Regions from separate parts of the Sus scrofa genome. Here region 1 is linked to region 2. Evidence: chromatin contacts called from public HiChIP or PLAC-seq data. All regions are on one chromosome and are shown on one strand. The core of a region is the stretch at or near the end of the contact, and the rest is flanking DNA. Distances in the headings are between cores, read along the strand shown. Region 1 has its middle 84 kb from the start of TOP1. Region 2 holds the start of MAFB (transcription factor MafB).

Region 1 (2,700 bases), core at 97-2,596, 210 kb after region 2:
CACAGCAACACTGGATCCTTAACCCACTGAGGATGCCAGGGATTGAACCTGAGTCCTCATGGATGCTAGTCGGGTTCGTTAACCACTGAGCCGTGGCGGGAACTCTGTGACCTCCTCTGTTTCTTAGGACTGAGTGTGGCACCACTCTTCCATCCATTCCCCTAATTTACAGTACTTTTTGCACTTTCATACACAGTTTTAAGATCACTTTGTCAGTTTCTGCCAAAAAAAAAAAAGAGGCAAAAAACAGAACTAAACGTACACTCATATACAAGTACAAGTGGGGAAATATTAGTAAGATCTGTGATTTTTATCTGTCAACATCCTGGTTGTGACATTGTACTATAGTTTTACAAGGTGTCGTCACTGGAGGAGTATGGGGAAAGGACACTCAGAAACTCTTTTTATGACTTCTTACAACTGCGTATGAATCAATAATTATCTCAAAATTAGAAGTTTAATTTTAAAACCCCCACCTAATATGATGGAGAGACGGGAAAGAGAGGAGAAAATGAACATTTGCTACAGATTCACCACGTTCAGAAATCCAGGGTCTTTCACACCTGATTGGAGAGCAATATTATTATTATTATCCCCATTTGATAGATGAGGAAACTGAGGCTTAGAGAATACCTGTTCCACTCTCAAAGACAAACTTGGAGACGGTGGGAGTCAAGCCCTGCTCTCTGCCTCTCCCTCTGCCTGCCTCCTTCCTTTAGGCAAACACAGCCATCAATCACATGTAGGCAATGACTGCATTACTCAAGAGGAAATTGAAGCCAGACTGTAAGATGCAGTCCACAAAATTCATGATTTCTTCCCCCCACCCCCTCTCCTTCTACTTGGTCCCTTTTTCATATGGATCGGGGTTTTATTCCTGCATTTATTGCACACGCAAATTACAGATGAGAGCATCAACCACACAAGTCATTACTCAGAGTAGCATCTCCCCAACTGCCACTGGACGAGGACAGAACAGCTTGTGGTTAATTTGCTATATAATCACTGCCTGTGACGGGGGCCGGGGTGGGGGAAGGGGCAGGGCTGTGCCTATGCTAATATTAGGAAAGGGGAAGCTGAGCAGAGAGGACTCCTGAGACGTGGGGAGGAAGGGCAGTATTGAGCCAGGGAGAAAAGGAAAGAGTTGGTGGAGAGCAGAGAGAAGGGGCTCTGCCCCCGTCAGAGATTTCTGGAAGCGTTTTCTCCTCTGCCAAGAAGCAGAATTGCTCTACCCCATTAGTCATGACTCCATGAAAGAGCTAAGAAGAATCCCCATTCTCCAAAGCTCCACCCCTCAGCTCAGAGAAGAAATATTTGCCGGCACACAGCACAACCACCAGGGTGCATCAGAGGCTGGAGGAAATTTACCAGCAGGCAAGAGTTACACCACTACACCAATGTCCTAACAATCAATAAGAAAAAAAAGGCCAATAAAAAATGGGCAAAGGATATGAACAAGCAGTTCTCAGATTAGGAAATTCAGCCTGAGTATACAAAAAGATACTCAACCTTAGTCTTAATAAAAGGTAAATGCAGATGAAAACCACAAAGAGAGGAGTTCCTTAATGGCTCAGCAGTTAACAAACCCGACTAGGATCCATGAGGATTTGGGCTTGATCCCTGGCTTTGCTCAGTGGGTTAAGGATCCAGCCTTGCTGTGAGCTGTGGTATAGGTCACAGACTTGGCTCGGATCCCGCATTGCTGTGACTGTGGTGTAGGGCAGCAGCTGCAGCTTTGATTTGACCCTTAGCCTGGGAACCTCCATAGGCTGCGGTGTGACCCTAAAAAGCCAAAAAAAAAAAAAAATCCCACAAGGAGATACCGTGTTTTTACCTATTGGATGGACAAAGGTCAAAATGCAAAAGGCTGGTGAGAGAGTAAATTGGCACAGTCTCCATGGATGGCAGTTTGGCACACTCCATCAAAACGTTTGGGGCACGTACCCATTGACCCATAAATCCTACTGCTCTAGGATGTATTCCACAGACATGCTTGCATATATGTATGCAGAGTGGGATGTACAAGGCTATTCACTGCAGCGTGGTTTATAATAACAGAAGATTGGAAACAGCCTGAATGTCCATCAACGAGGGACTGCTTAAATAAATTGCTGCACATCCATACACTGGAGATCTTTACAGCTGTTAAAAAAGAATGAGGCAGCTCTTTATGTACGGATATGAAACAATCTCCAAGATATATTGTTAAGTGGAAAAAAAGCAAAGTGCTGAACAGTGTGATTAGAATGCTGCTATTCTTGAGGGGTTTTTAAGGATACAGACACACAGACATCTTCACTGATATATGCAGAGGATCCCCCTGGAAAGATGACAATTTTGCACCACTTGGATCTGTAGAGAGAAAAGGGCTCTGGGGCTGGGAGCAAATTGGAAAGGAGGTTGATTCCTCACTGTTTATCTTGTTCACAGTTTGGTTTGCGGTGTGTATATATGTATAACCCATTCTAACTGATGAATAATAATTTTTTAAAGCCTCTGTGAGTTCCCCTTCTTCAAGAATCAAACCTCTTGGCCTGACACCCAAGACCCTTCATGGTTTGACTTTAGCCTATTTCCCTTCATTTCTTAACATGCTGCCACTGGAGCCATTCCTCTCAAAGCACACGGAACTTCTCACTTCTCCTAAAGTCATCATACCCCAGGACCTTTGCACCTGCTGTTTTCTGTGTCAGGGATGCT
Region 2 (2,700 bases), core at 35-2,534:
CCAGCCGGGACACCTCCTGCTTAAGCTGCTCCACCTGCTGAATGAGCTGTGTCTTCTCATTCTCCAGGTGGTGCTTCTGCTGGACGCGTTTATACCTGCACGACTGGGCGTAGCCCCGGTTCTTCAGGGTCCGCCGCTTCTGCTTCAGGCGGATCACCTCGTCCTTGGTGAAGCCCCGCAGGTGGCGGTTCAGCTCGCGCACGGACATGGACACGAGCTGGTCGTCAGAGAAGCGGTCCTCCACGCTGCCGCTACCGCCAGCCGCCGTCGCGGTGGCCGCCGCGTGCGGCCCAGGCCCGGGATGGCTGGTGGGCAGCTGCTGCGCGGGGCTGGCCGCGCTGGACGGCGGTGGCGATGCTTGGTGATGATGGTGATGGTGTGGATGCGCGTGCGGGCCCAGCTCGTCGTGGGCCACACCGGCGCCCGGGTAAGCGTGGTGCGGGTGTGGGTGGTGGTGGTGATGGTGGTGGTGCGCGCCTCGGAAGCCGTCGAAGCTCTGCAACGGCTGTGGCACTGGGTGCGAGCCGATGAGCGCCTCCACCGCGTCTTCGGGCGTCAGGTTGAGCGCCTCGGGGTTCATCTGCTGGTAGTTGCTCGCCATCCAGTACAGGTCCTCGAGGTGGGTCTTCTGTTCGGTGGGGCTGAAGCTGGGCGACGAGGGCACCGAGCTGCACGGCGTGCTGAGAGGTGTAGACGACACCGAGCCAGCTGGCTGCAGGCGCGTGCAGGGCCGGCCCGGGCGCTCCGCGCGCCCCAGCGGCTCCTTCTTTACGTCGAACTTGAGCAGGTCGAAGTCGTTGACGTACTCCATGGCCAGCGGGCTGGTGGGCAGCTCGGGCCCCATGCTCAGCTCCGCGGCCATCGCTCACGCGAGGCGCAGTCGCCGCTGCCGCCCGGGAAACTTTGCGACCGGCCGGGACGCGCCGAGCCGGGAGCGGGGGCGAAGAGCGGCGAGCCCGGGAGGCGGGGAGCCGAGGGCTCAGCGGGCCGGGGCCGCCGGCCAAGCCTTTGTCTGGGGACGCGGCGGCGCGCCGGAGAGTCCCGAGGCTGCCTGCGCCGCCCCAGAGCTCAGGGATGTGGCCGCGCCGGGGCCGGGACGGCCTGGGAGGGGTGGAGAAGCGAGCGGGACGCGGGGGCTGAACCGAGGGGAGGCGCCGGGCGAGCGCCCGCGGCTCGCTCTCTAGCTCTCTTGCTGTTGGTCTCTCTCGATCGCAGCCGCTCGCAGCCCGGCGGTGCAGCTGTGCGGGATCCGGCGCCGCCACTGCCTTTTATCGCCTCCCTGATGTCACTGGGGCGCGGGGGCCCGGGCGGCCCAGAGCGCTGGCCAATGGCTGCACGGGCCCCACGGCCCGGCGGCGCAGGGCGGGGCGCGCCTGACAGCTCCTCCGCCCCCAGTGTCAGCTGACTGGCGGCGCGAGCAGCCGAAGAGCCGCTGAGGCCTGGCGGAGGGCTGGAGCCAAGTGGGACCGCCGGCCCGGGCCCAGCCCCCACCCCCTCGGAGTCCTGGTCTCCGCCAGCTCTTCGGTGCCCCCCCCCCACCTTATCCACCCCTTCGCGCGCTCTCCTCCTTCTTTACCCTTGTGCCCCCTCCCCTCCCACCAGCCCATATCAACCCCCAGGAGGCTCAGAATGAGCGCCGGGATGGCACCTCTCTGGCCCATTGTTCCCTAGCGTCCCCCGCCCAGTGGGGGACGCTCCGTGTGCCGCTGGGTCTCGGGCCGGTGTATGCGGTGCAAGGCTGTGTTTCTACAGATCTGCTCGCGTTTGTGTGTTGCGGGGTGGGGTGGGGGGGCGAGGTCGGGGCTCCAAGAGTTGTGTTCAGATCCAACTCTTAACCTCCTCGGGCCAAGCAGGGTCTGCCCCCCTCCTGGAGGGTGCAGTGCCCGGGCCCGGATTTAGAACTCCGCTGGCCGCGCAGCTCCCTGCTCACCCCACCCACAAATGCACAAGATGAAGGGAGCTGGGAAGGAATCGGCCCAAAGGCTCAGAAGCCCTCTCCCAGGCAAATGCACGGAACCCTGAATTCGCCGAGGCTGGGGGCTGAGGCCAGCCCAGGACGGTGCTCCGGGTGGCTCTTGGCTGCTGCGAATCCGGCCCTGTTTTTGTTTGAACGTTTTGTAACGATTAAGCAGATCCCGGCGTCAGCCCAAGGTGGAGAGGCTCAAACAGGCATAAAGTGCGACCCCAAGTGGCCACTTCGCGCAAAGGCGCGCTGAACCGCGGGACCCGCAGCAGAAAGGCTCGGCCGACGCCTGAGACCCAACTGGGTCTCCCCAACACGCCCAATTCAACCTGGCCCAGAAAGTAGGCTGTGTGCGCACCGGAGCTCAGGACAGGTTCCTCTGGGGCCACGCACAGGTTCTCGGTTCGGTTCTCGGACTCAGTCGCGATTTCCGCGCTGATGTCCCCCATGGAACTCTGTGCCCCAGCTGGGGGTGGGGGCGGGGGTGGGGAGATGCCCGGCGGCAGCTCCTTGAGCTGGAAACTCCTAGGCAGAGTTAGGCCGAGGGCCGAAAGAGGAAATGCTCCAGCCAGGGGCCCCAGAGCTGTGCAATGAGAAACCTCCGCTAAGCGCAGACGGGGACCCCGGAGCGTACCGTACTAAAGGCATTGAGACAGGGCTCCCGCTCTGCGCGCTTTTCTATCTGGTCCAGGATGGCCCGAAATATGAGCTCCCAAAACCCCGGCCCGGGCAAAGAA

Evidence for each region. HiChIP or PLAC-seq counts read pairs in DNA pulled down with a chosen protein or histone mark.
Region 1: a contact with region 2 is called in an H3K27ac HiChIP or PLAC-seq map of alveolar macrophages. The contact joins the enhancer-like site here to the promoter of MAFB in region 2. A contact is called at or near these places in 11 of 47 Hi-C or Micro-C datasets (alveolar macrophages, embryonic fibroblasts, epiblast stem cells and 6 more) and 1 of 2 datasets of contacts at active chromatin or transcription factors (alveolar macrophages).

Annotation. Positions count from the first base shown.
Region 1 is chr17:43,624,620-43,627,319 of Sscrofa11.1, forward strand. No RefSeq gene overlaps it. Among named protein-coding and RNA genes, the nearest start is that of TOP1, 84 kb to the right of the region's middle. Within about 2 kb of position 1,347, at least 15 of the 83 cell types and tissues checked have an H3K27ac peak or open chromatin away from gene starts, as enhancers often do. A contact at or near this core is called in alveolar macrophages and embryonic fibroblasts, where this site is marked.
Region 2 is chr17:43,410,498-43,413,197 of Sscrofa11.1, forward strand. It overlaps MAFB (transcription factor MafB), which reads right to left and starts at 1,285. Exons shown (of 1, transcript XM_013985377.2): 1 at 1-1,285. The coding sequence starts at 862.